3 separate regions of the Mus musculus genome follow, and all the other regions are linked to region 3. The links are chromatin contacts, called in public HiChIP or PLAC-seq maps. All regions are on one chromosome and are shown on one strand. Each heading gives the region's core, a stretch centred on a gene start, on an enhancer-like site or on the middle of the called end of the contact. The rest is flanking DNA. Distances are from core to core; before and after follow the strand shown. Region 1 has its middle 59 kb from the start of Gm33734. Region 2 has its middle 45 kb from the start of Gm23979. Region 3 has its middle 26 kb from the start of Gm22845.

Region 1 (4,402 bases), core at 374-2,873, 140 kb before region 3:
TAAGGAAATCCTAAATTCGTAAGGATACAAGACAAAAATGTCAAAACCACAAGCAGTAAACAGTCACACTAAAGAAAAAAAAATACAAAAACAGCAACATCAATATACACACAATCACCCACACCACACACCAGTCACTGTTTTCTTTTACAACAAAAAGGGCTTCACAATTAAGTTCTAGATTGTTTCTGTGGTGGTAAATTCTCACCCAGAGACACTCAGGCAATGGATTGAAGTCACACAGTATAATTACACAATACCCTGGCCTTTACTCCAGGATGTAAAAGCACAAACAGAACACCTAGAGATTCAAAAACAATCAGTGGACACTTAGACTTTCCTTTTTTGTTTGTTTGGTTTTTTTTTTGTTTGTTTGTTTTCTTTTTTGAGACAGGGCTTCTCTGTGTAGCCCTGGCTGTCCTGGAACTCACTTTGTAGACCAGGTTGGCCTCAAACTCAGAAATCCACCTGCCTCTTCCTCCCAAGTGGGGATTAAAGGCATGCACCACCACTGCCCAGCTTGACATTCATTAAACTGATGCTTTGACTAACCATGTGATACTGGTGGGATAATTTATCCAATATCACAGAGAAGGCTATCTTCATTTGCCTGCCCAAATATTGCACTTCTAAGAATTCTTTGCCATTAACCAAAACAAACCAGACCAACAAGCAAAATATAAACAAACAAACAAACAAACAAACAGAAAGCCAAAACAACAAATAACCCAAAAAAAAACCCTTAAACTAGTGCCTAAACTACCTTTCTTCCTTTCTTTCTTCCTTTCTTTCTTCCTTTCTTTCTTTCTTTCTTTCTTTCTTTCTTTCTTTCTTTCTTTCTTTCTTTCTTTCTTCCTTTCTTCCTTCCTTCCTTCCTTTCTTTCTCTCTTTCTTTCTTTCTTTCTTTTCTTCTTCTTCTTCTTTATTTTTTTAAACCTGAACAGGGTGAAAATCAGCTATGTATTAAGGGGCCTCAAGTATCTTAGAAACAAACTTGTGAAATTTGTATTTTTATGTCTTTCTCTGAAAGTATTTTTTATCATCTCCATGCTTTTACACAACCATGTACATTATCTAACATTTATTTCAAACATTGGCAATGAACATTTATATGCTCTAAGTCTTTAATTATAACTTAGTCACTTGAGTTTGTAAAACTCACCATTGATTTTCCTTGTGCCCACATATACATGGGCACACACACACACAGCCTGTACATTCCATTGGCACACTTCTCTATAGATTTATTGGAATGTAGGAAATTAACTATATAACCCCCAAGAAAGCAATGCTGTTATTCACAGTGGTACATTAACAGGGAATTTTGTCCCTTATCCAGAATTGACCTCAAAGAAAGCTTGATTAAATACTTCTTAAAAATGGTTGCAGTGTTGCAGGTAATAAGTGTCTGACATCAGAAATGAGAAAATGCTGCTAATTCTCACTGTTCTCTCTAGATTTCTTTCCCCCACCCCCACCAAATGTCTACATAGTCAAGTCTCTGGTATGCATCAGAAGAGCATGTGATTTTCAGAGTGAAGTCAAAGGAAAAGTATGCAGATGGCAGTGTAAATGTTAGGAAAGTTTGAGGAGAAATATGCCAGTTATGTTCTGTTTTGTTAGAGTAACTATAGAACCATTGCAGCAATGCCACGGTCAAGACTCTTGCCAAGTGGAATACCCTATTTATAACCCTAACAAGCAGAGGAAATGGTGCCAGGAACAAGATAAAACTATTAGTCACATTTTAAAAGATACTTAAAAGCTAGTTTGTATTTTAAAATAAATTTTGGTGGTTAAGCACACAACTTGGGTAATTACAGATCTGGGTGTTGAAGCATGGTGCAAGAGCATTAATTAGTCCTTTCCTTATCTTTGCTGCCACATCTCTGCCAGATAGCTTGTTTGAAGTCATAAATGGAGCTCATAAATGGGCTCTTTGGGAGATACCTAGGAAATAAACAATCCTCCCCTTTGGTAAATAGCTAAGAGATCTCCATGGACTCGCATGCTTTTTCCCAGTGTTGGCACTGTTGATTCAGTGCCCAGCTGGCAGCTCCTCCTCATCTGTCTTGTTTCTGGCAGTCTTTCCAATATCAAGCACTTACACAGCAATCAGAGGCATTGAATTCCAAAGAATGCTTTGAGCTTATGGATTCTGGTCATAATGGTGTCACACTGCAGGGTTTCTGCCACCCAGAGTACATGTGGCTACGTCAGGACACGTGCTCTAAATCCTTGCCTCTTGCCCTTTACCCCAAGGAGACTGAAAGACTGTGGTGTAGTAGTATGGGCTTCCTTAGCCTTTCTTTCCATCAGTGAGAAGTTACAAGTTCTGTAATGCTTTCAAATGTAAGGACAGGGCAAGCCCCAAACACAATTCCTTTCTCTCCCTGTATTTCCTCCATTTCTTGCCCTCACTGACTCACTTATCTGACTTGATAGAAAACACACACACACATACACACACACACACACACACACACACACACACACACACACAAAGCACATGATTTTTCATGTTTTTTTATGTTTATGTGAGTTTTGACTGAATGCATTTATGTATATGTGTGTATGCATGCATGTATTAGGCATGTATGTATTATGTATTACATATTATGTATTACATATTATGTATTACATATTATGTATTACATATTATGTATTATGTATGTATATTCACCATGTTCATGCAGTGCCTGCAAGAATCAAATCTGCTGGCACTGGAGTTGTCAGACCATGAAAGCATTTAGGAATCAAATCCAGGTCCTCTGGAAAAGCAGCTGGTATTCTTAACCTCTGAGACATATCTCCAACTCCAAGGGTCTACAATTATTATTAAATTAGAAAGAACTAGAGTTACTCATGGTTCTTTTTGCTAGTACTGTGTTTTTAAAGAGAAAAAAATTGTGACTTCAGGTTCCATTGCTTTTCTAAGGATGAAAACTATTCTTGCAGGTTTGTTGAGGTCTAGAGGCAGCAACATGAAAGATGCCCTGTACTCTTTCCAAAGAAATGACAATCAACAAATGTTCATTCCCCAGGGCTGAAGCCACTATATTATATAATGTAGAGTTCAATGTATTTGTTGTCATACTACGTAACATATCACCAAATTTCATGTATTTTCTATGTTATTTTTGTATTGATGATATATGTGTGCATGGTGCCTGCACATGAGTATATGAGTGCATATGCCCATGCAGTTGCATGCAGAGGCTAGAGCAGGACACAGACTATTGGCCTAGATCACTCTCTACCTTACTGCCTTGAAACAGTGTCTCTTTGCAGAACCAGGAACTTGCCATTTCAGAAAGCCTTACTGTCTAGTGAGGTCTCAGGATCCATCTACCTCCAACCACAAAGTTGAGGTTACAAGTACACATACCTATGTAAAGGTTTATATATGGGTGTTTGGGATTTGAAATAAGGGTTTCATATTTCAGGGTAAATACCCAGTCATATCCTGAACAGAGATATCATTGTTTTTTCCCTTACTATAGGATACTGTGAATGAATATTATTTACTATAATAATACTGTATGTTGGTATATGACAATTCTATAAACAAATATGTATAATTTTAGATGAGCATGTGATGTAATTGTCATTATATATCTTAAATAAATACTATATTAAGCTGTATATATCCCTATATTAGATTATATTACATATTATATTACATGCTGTAGGTTAGATCACAAATTCTGAATTTATACTATTTTATGTCATATGTCATGCTTATGTATTATATATTCATGTATATTTGTCTTTAATTTGCATTGCTATAAGTTATATATTTGTGTATGTTTACATATCATTTCAATACACAAATGATGACAATAATTATTGTTAGTAATTTATATAAACTATGAAGCATACATATAAATTGTAAAAATAAATCAACCATGAAGTTGCAAAAAATAGCCTGTACTTAGCAGGGCTCTGTTTCTGTATGATGTTTAAAATATATTTATATACTATTTAGATATCAATGTAAACATACTTAATAAATGTAATTACTTAATGGTTTTCAGTCTATGTCAGCCTCAATTCTCATGGTTGAGGACGTTCGCAGGGAAATCAGTGTCATGGAAGATCCAGGTATGGTGGTGTGAGAAGACCTTCAGTTCACACCACCACTGCCAGGCAAGTGAGCCGGGGTATGCTCATTACCTCTGATTCTCTGTGGCTTACTCTCATGAAAAGAAGAAGAGGCGAAGACCTAAAGATTGAAGTGGAAATAGCATAAGAAACATGAGCAATACACATAACCTTCAGAGCCGAGGTGCCAGTGTCTGTATACTTGTTGAAGTTGTTAGTAAAAGATGAGCCACTGCTATTCCTTTCAGCAGGGGTGGGGTTTTAGCTGAGCATTCACGATGCAAATGCAGCTGGCTAC
Region 2 (4,037 bases), core at 143-2,642, 150 kb after region 3:
GCATTTCCCTGATGATTAAGGATGTTGAACATTTTTTCAGGTGCTTCTCAGCCATTCGGTATTCCTCAGGTGAGAATTCTTTGTTCAGTTCTGAGCCCCATTTTTTAATGGGGTTATTTGATTTTCTGAAGTCCACCTTCTTGAGTTCTTTATATATGTTGGATATTAGTCCCCTATCTGATTTAGGATAGGTAAAGATCCTTTCCCAATCTGTTGGTGGTCTTTTTGTCTTATTGACGGTGTCTTTTGCCTTGCAGAAACTTTGGAGTTTCATTAGGTCCCATTTGTCAATTCTCGATCTTACAGCACAAGCCATTGCTGTTCTGTTCAGGAATTTTTCCCCTGTGCCCATATCTTCAAGGCTTTTCCCCACTTTCTCCTCTATAAGTTTCAGTGTCTCTGGTTTTATGTGAAGTTCCTTGATCCACTTAGATTTGACCTTAGTACAAGGAGATAAGTATGGATCGATTAGGAACAAAACACCCATGGAAGGAGTTACAGAGACAAAGTTTGGAGCTGAGATGAAAGGATGGACCATGTAGAGACTGCCATATCCAGGGATCCACCCCATAATCAGCATCCAAACGCTGACACCATTGCATACACTAGCAAGATTTTATCGAAAGGACCCAGATGTAGCTGTCTCTTGTGAGACTATGCCGGGGCCTAGCAAACACAGAAGTGGATGCTCACAGTCAGTTAATGGATGGATCACAGGGCTCCCAATGGAGGACCTAGAGAAAGTACCCAAGGAGCTAAAGGGATCTGCAACCCTATAGGTGGAACAATATTATGAACTAACCAGTACCCCGGAGCTCTTGACTCTAGCTGCATATGTATCAAAAGATGGCCTAGTCAGCCATCACTGGAAAGAGAGGCCTATTGGACACGCAAACTTTATATGTCCCAGTACAGGGGAACGCCAGGGCCAAAAAGGGGGAGTGGGTGGGTAGGGGAGTGGGGGTGGGTGGGTATGGGGGACTTTTGGTATAGCATTGGAAATGTAAATGAGCTAAATACCTAATAAAAAATGGAAAAAAAAAGGAGGCAGATAGAGGGAGAGAACTAGGTTGGAAAGGTGATGGGGAGTGGAACGCGGAAGATGGGGAATGTACATGTAGACCTCTCAACTAGCTAGAAGTTGCTCTTGGGCAAAATATAAAACATTTCCTGCCTTGTTTACTGCTGCTGTGGCAACAAACTATCATTCCTACTTCCCCACAGGGACAAAGGGAACGAAGAGGGTTTTTTATAGAAAGAAGTCAATACCAGACACTTCTGTCTTTATTGTAGGTTGATGAGTCACCATCACTGGAGTAAGTAGAATGCTGCCTAGACAGTGTACTAATTTGAAAATCTGAAGTCCTGGCTGATATGCTCAATCTCTTTGTATCTTAGCAACACAGATGCTCTGAGTTCACCAAGCCCATGAGTCACTGAGATACCTCCAGACTGGCTTCATTGGGAAACAGCGTGTTCCTACTAGCAGAAAGTTCTGTGGGTAAAAGTTAAAAAGCTGTGACATGTAGTCCGTGGAATATCGGGTTGATGCTAGCTGCAGCACTGGGGATTGTTGGATTCTGTATCCAGCATTAGTGACTGCTCAGTCTTAGCACCCAGAGCCTTTTTTCTTCATTGTTCTTTATTTCTTTTATTGTTCTTTTATTTCTAAACTTTTTAAAATTTTCTTGAGTTAAATACATTTCTATCCTCTAAACTAACCTCGAATCTATCTTTAAACTTCCATCTACAGAACAGCATTTAATTAGGATAAACTCACTTTCATCCTAATAAATTATAGAATTTCAAAGCTAATAAAGAACTCAGGAATCAAAAACCAGCCTATGTGCTGCAGAAAGAGGGAAAAAAATAGTCAGGACCAAGGCCATACAGCTAGTTGGGGACAGAGTGAAGCTAACAAGCTCAAAGCTCTTGGCTTCTCAATTGAAGCAAGTCATTTGCCAGATTTCTGTTTCTCAGCTCTAACAGAGGGGAAAGTATTGTGTCCTTTTATCAGTGCCATGTGAGGAAAAAATTTTGCTGTAAATATTATGCTTCCTCACATTTTAACAATAGTTAGATGATGTTCTTCCTGGAAAATCTTGGCTAGATTCTTCAGAGTCTCAGAACACAGTGTAATGTTTACTAGTCCCATCAAATTAGTGTACTTTGAACTTGGAGGTTCAAGGTTGCAATTTATACTCTACATTAAGCTGTCCAGTTAAGGAGCTGGTGAAAGGCTATTCATCTGTCAACTCTGAGGCCACAATTAGAGGCTGAAGATGACACAGCACAGAGAATAACCAGTCATTGTAACTCCAATACTAATCCCCTTGTTTTGTGAAATAGACAGGAGGACTTGGAGCTAGACCCAGGAAAGAAAATATTCTGTATTGATATGGTAATATGAAAAAAGTTGCATAAAGATTGTGAAAAGGGGGCACACACAGCTCCCTGCTCACAAAGGAGGGCTGAGCAGTAAAATATTGACATTTAAATTTAAATTTCAGCATATCTACTTACCAACTCTGTGAATTTGAGCAATCCACCTGACCTCTTAGCTTAGGTTTCCCATAAGGAAAACTAGACATAATAAGAGTATCTATCTCATAGGGTGTGCCTGAGAACTCAATTAGTCAATGTAAATGGTTCAAAAACAATGACTAGTTTGTGGTCTGTTCCCACTAAAAGTCAACTCCTTTTCCATTATTGCAAGCAGAGAGTCCTTGGCTTTGTGGTGAAGTTGAGCAGCTTGAGTCACTAAACATGAATCTCAGAACTGCACCACCTGAACTCTATGAGGTGATAGGAATTCCCCATTCTTCTTGGAGCATTCATAAGAAATGGGAGAGGCTGAGGTAGAGCTCATGGACCCTTAAGTGTAGCAATATGATCTGTTTGGCAGTTTATATTCAGAACATGTCCACCTGCCATTGAAAACATGTCAGTAGTGATGTGGCTGTCCTCGTGACCTTACTGGGCTATTTGGCAATGGCCAGTCAGCTGGAGCTGTGTCCATTTGCTTCATCTGCAAAATGTGATGGTGCTTTAAATGGGTCCTATGTCAATTGCAGTTTAGCTTTTCTTCCAAATATTTTTTTGATTATATTTCCACAGCATGAAGATGACCTCAATGATTTCTAGAGAAATTCAGATATGGCAGTTGAAATATGTTAATCAGGCATACATAAGTCTTGAATATCAATTTCAATACATGGCAGAGACCCAGAGTGTCAATTCCAAAAAAAAAAAAAAATGAGACTTCTCAACTTCTCAGAAGGTGGTATGGCAGGTGGGTCATTCGGGTCTCTCCAGATCACAGGTGAGGCTCAGAAGCAATGAGACCAGACCTTTCCTTAAGTGGCTCTGCACTCTTTGTATAACTCTCACCAGAGTTTATCAGGTTACCCTGGGAGAGAACTGAAACTCTGTTTCTTCAAAACTCTACAGATAACCAAATGCCAATAATGCACAGACACAGAGTGCTGAGTCACTTAACACAAGAATGATCAGATTGGGCCAAAGGAGAGAGATGTATGGATATTCTAAAGATGACCTCAACTAGGGGAGAGAAGACACTAGATGCCTGTTGTTTGGCTGGTTTTTGTTTGGCTGGTTTTTGGTTCATTGAGGGTTTTTTTCTTTTTCTCTCTTTCTTCCCACCCCCAACCCCCAGGGATATGTTTATTTGGATGTCTGGGACTCCTTGCACTACAAAAATTCTGACTGCTGAATTCTATCAATGGATTTTTCTAGTGTATTAGCATCTTCTCATTGTGATAATATTTTATTCTCTGTTTTTCATGGCCCTGGTCATCTACACAGCTCTCTGATCTGGGTGTAGATTTGTTTTATATTGGTCCATGGGAAGTACCAGATGAAAAAGAATGGACAAAGAAAGAGAGGTTGGAGCTGTTCATTGTGCCTCCCGTGGACTGGAATTCTCACAGCTTTGTTCTGGGTTTGTCGGTTTTCTAGCTGAGCCCTAGATCGTTGCTATAGATCAACTCCTACACCATGAGGTCTTAGCTGATTCT
Region 3 (4,127 bases), core at 706-3,205:
ATACATACATATATATATATATATATATATATATACATACATACATATATATCTGTGTGTGTATGTGTGTATATGCATACACACATACACACACACACACACACACATATATATTATTGGTTTTTCAAGACAGGGTTTCCTCTTTGTAGCCCTCGCTGGCCTGGAACTCACTCCATAGACCATGCTGGCCTTAAATTCAAAGATCCATCTATTTTTATACTTTCATTGTATAATTCTTGTTCATGAACATTTAAGTGAAGATGAAACGTTTCAATGTCAAGACATTAAATATACCTTGTAGACGTTGCTTATTATTCACAAAAGAGAACAGTAAACCAATGCATAAATATCCAGCTTTATTCTGAAAATAGTAGTAGTATCAGCAGCAGCAGCAGCAGCAGCAGTATATAGAATTATAATATTTACTACTGGAATTAGATCTTAGACATGCACTGACTGTTCTGAGAATTTAATCCTTTTACATATCCTAGTTCTGTGAAACTTAAGTTTAATTTTCTGTAAGGAAAAAATATAACTTTCGAACTATAACCATGACACTAAGGTCAGTAATTTCACAGTGGGAAGACTCCCCAGGAGACTTCTTTACAGAGAAGTTTTCTGTTTGTCCTTGGACATGGAAGGATCTATCTATTCCTCACTTCTGTTTTATCATTCTCAGTGTTTCTCTCTCAGCCAAACCCCAGAGGATGCTTGATATTCCCTGGCAGTCTTTATTCCTCTGAAAATGCATTTTTAAAATCGCCTTTTTGGAGAATTCAAGTAAACTTGAATTATGGTCACAAAGTCTTAAGTAGATGGCTCTGAATTAACACAAGACTGCACTGCCTGCTAATGGCATCTTGGGGGCATTGAGTCTAACTCTTCTTGTATTGGCAATGCGCATTCTGTATTAGTAAAACCAGAAACATCTGAGAGGAAATGACTGTGCAACAAGGGTTCCCAGTGTGCGCCACGGATCTGACATAATAAGTTCTGGTCCCAACTTTGTCTGTTGAGCTAGAAAGCTTGTCAGAGGCCATCAGCTTGCTCTGGATTATTTAATGGCCACCCTCCCTGGTAAAGTTCATGCTGCCCTCTGTGGCACTGAGAGCCACCGACACCAAAGGATTTGGTTTCATGTACTTGAACTTGAGTGACACAAATATTTCAGTGGTGAATCAGTCCTGGAAAGAGAAGGAGAGTAGTTAGGGAGTGTTTATAGAAGACATTTCATCATTGCTAGTCAAACATGTCTCACTGTTGGTTCAGGAGGCTCTGGTATTTTCCTTCTTTGAAGGGGATGCTAAGAAAGCCAATAGCTTCCAGCCTGTAGTTCTGCTCCGAGAAAGAGCAATGGCCATTTGCACACAGGGAACCCCAGGACTAGTTGCTTTGGAATGTTGAAAATGTTGGGGAAATAATTGTATGTTTTTCCTCTGGGTGGGGGGACACAAAAGCTGTTGGGTGCAAGTAAAGTAGAACTAAAGCTGCTTCTAGAGTTGGAGCAGTGAAGGGAGCCGCTCCCTCTGCCTCATAGCCTGGAAAAAGTCAGTGTGAAGACTATCAGAACCTCAGTAATAATGGTCAGAAAACTTGGTTGAAAAACGAGAAGGTTGATTCTTTTGGCATGGGTCATCATAACTTGGACCATATCTCAAGCATTTGTGGACCCAGTGAAGCAATTCATGAAACCTCAACCCTCAGATGAAGATGGGATGGTACCAGTGCCCAACACTTAGGAAGTGTGCAGTCCTTCTGGAGGTGTGGCATTATGAATGACAAGGAGATTCAAGAAGACTGCCCTTAGGAAAAAACCTAGCCAAGCCACACCAGGAAGCACAAACCAAATTAAATATTTTAAGAAAATAAACAAAGCTACTGAGTCAAGCATACATAGCAAGAAAATGGGAAAAGATTGTTTGAGACCCAAGGTTTGAATATCATGAAGCCACATATGTGATGAGCCAGCCCAAAGGAATGAGAATCCTGCAGCTGTGTGTACCCTGAGGCTGTTCTCTCCAGAGCTCCCCCGGAAAGGAGACTTGTGATCCTGCTAGGGCAGCTAATTATACTCTGTTCTTTTCGCCAATGTGAGCATGGCTTGGCTGAGAGTCTCAATCCTGTCTATCGATTGAATTGTTCATATTGTGAACATTTTACTATAAGGCTTCCCAATTTGCTTGCAGGAACTTTAGAGACTGTCTGTTACAACAGAATTTTTTTATAATCAAAACTCAGCCACACAAATATTCCATCTTAAAATTTTCAGAAGTCTGGAAGTAAATAAGTTTATTTCAACACTTTGAATTTAGCAGGATTTAAACTTTATGAAAAAAGATATAAAGTGGGCCCATGTGAGGGTTAAGAATTGATTGTAATGAAGAGAGAAAGAGTCCACTGCACACCAACTGCTGGTAGGAAATAGAGCCTCGGTGGAACTGAGTTCCGATTCTGGTTATAGCTGCTTTAATCTACCCACAAGGTTTTGAACCAATTACCCTTGCCACAACAGAAGGTCCTTCACTAAGAATGATATACTGCCATAACTTTGGCACGTATGAGGGGTCAGTAAGACACATGTTTGCTGTACGAAATCTGTTCAACTTGGTTATAAAACTTTTGTCAAGAATATTACCATATCTGATTACAAATTACTATTGGAACCAAATATCAAAAACTGTGTGTTAAGAATAAGTATACTTTTACATTCCCTGGATGAAGCTCACAAGATTTTCTTCCTTTTTTTCTCTCCCTTTTAAAATTTATTTTTATATACTTTAGTTTTCCTTTATTTTCACAATTTCACCTATGGATACATTCATATGGATACATTCCATACTGACTACTCCCCCCTCCTACCTCCATGCCACCTCTGCCCCACCTACCTTCCCACATGTCTCACTCTTATATTTGTGTCTTTTTTTTTTTTTGACCCACCAAGATTTGTAAGAGCCATCTGTGTGAACACAGGCTTGAAGTTATTTGTCAGAACCTGGTGTGGTAGGCTCAGAAGACAGTACAAAACTACAAACATCTCCCTATTTTTTAATTTCTTTTCTTTTTATTTTATTTTTTTATATTCCAGTCATTTCTTCCCTCTTGGTTCACCCTACACCTTTCTTCAAAAGGCTGTCACCACCTCCTGTCCCTGCCAGACCTTCCCACCCCACGGGGCCTCAAGTCTCTCTAGGATTAGGAGCATCTTCTCCCACTGAGGTCAGACCAGGCAGTCCTCTGCTCTTTATGTGTCACAGCTTCCAAGCAGCTCTTGTATGCTGCCTGGTTGGTAGCTCAGTGTCTGAGAGATTTCAGGGGTTCAGATTAGTGGAGACTGCTGCTGGTCTTCCTATGCAGTTGCTCTCCTCCTCAGCTTCTTCCAGCCTTTCCCTAATTGAACCACAAGGGTTCCCAACTTCAGTCCAATGGTTGGGTGTAAGTATCTGCATCTGTCTCAGTCAGCTGCTTTTTTGGGGCCTCTCAGAGGGCAGCCATGTTAGGCTTCTATCTGTAAGCACACCATAGCATCAGTAACTGTGTCAGGCCTTGGAGCTTCCCCTTGAGATGGATCACAAGAGACTTCTCTGTAGTCAATAGTTCAGCAGTAAAGCGTCGGGCCTTGTAAGCACCCTCCCCCTTCATTGATAACTTTTACTGGGTCTGGTATATTGTGAGCCCAGGGTGTATAACTACAGTTTATGTGAATTGATGTTTACAGCAGTTGTTTCAAGTCCAGGGGATGGCATTTTGAAATCATTTGCTCTTTTCACACTTCCCCCTTCCTCTTCCACAGTGTAGCTCCAGACTCAGACTGGGGATAAGCGACATGTTTAGAGCTGGATGCACATCTGCTGCTTGTTTTCTGCATCTTGGGCAGCCACATATCATTCTCCACTGCTCATTTTAAGAGGGACTTCTTTGATTAAGGCTAAGAGCAGCTTTTGTCTACAGGTAAAAGCATAAGTATTTATAAGGCAGTTGTGCTGTCAGTTACCCATCAGAACTTTGTTCCCCACCTGGGCTTACTACTTCCCCAAACCTGAGTTGTTGGCCAAACTTACAGCACAAGGCAATGGTCTTCCCTCAGTATCAGGGATCTTGAATCCATTCAGGGGCAGTTGGTTATATTC

What was found. HiChIP or PLAC-seq counts read pairs in DNA pulled down with a chosen protein or histone mark.
Region 1: a contact with region 3 is called in a FOXA1 HiChIP or PLAC-seq map of pancreatic cancer cells. The contact joins two enhancer-like sites. A contact is called at or near these places in 5 of 484 Hi-C or Micro-C datasets (the HL-1 cell line, embryonic fibroblasts, muscle stem cells and 1 more) and 1 of 115 datasets of contacts at active chromatin or transcription factors (pancreatic cancer cells).
Region 2: a contact with region 3 is called in a CTCF HiChIP or PLAC-seq map of the NIH/3T3 cell line, with 11 read pairs. The contact joins two enhancer-like sites.

Annotation. Positions count from the first base shown.
Region 1 is chr12:9,976,517-9,980,918 of GRCm38.p6, reverse strand. No RefSeq gene overlaps it. Among named protein-coding and RNA genes, the nearest start is that of Gm33734, 59 kb to the right of the region's middle. Within about 2 kb of position 1,623, at least 60 of the 459 cell types and tissues checked have an H3K27ac peak or open chromatin away from gene starts, as enhancers often do. A contact at or near this core is called in the HL-1 cell line, embryonic fibroblasts, muscle stem cells and 1 more, where this site is marked.
Region 2 is chr12:9,687,121-9,691,157 of GRCm38.p6, reverse strand. No RefSeq gene overlaps it. Among named protein-coding and RNA genes, the nearest start is that of Gm23979, 45 kb to the right of the region's middle. Within about 2 kb of position 1,392, at least 38 of the 459 cell types and tissues checked have an H3K27ac peak or open chromatin away from gene starts, as enhancers often do. A contact at or near this core is called in the NIH/3T3 cell line, where this site is marked.
Region 3 is chr12:9,837,214-9,841,340 of GRCm38.p6, reverse strand. No RefSeq gene overlaps it. Among named protein-coding and RNA genes, the nearest start is that of Gm22845, 26 kb to the left of the region's middle. Within about 2 kb of position 1,955, at least 62 of the 459 cell types and tissues checked have an H3K27ac peak or open chromatin away from gene starts, as enhancers often do. A contact at or near this core is called in the HL-1 cell line, the NIH/3T3 cell line, embryonic fibroblasts and 2 more, where this site is marked.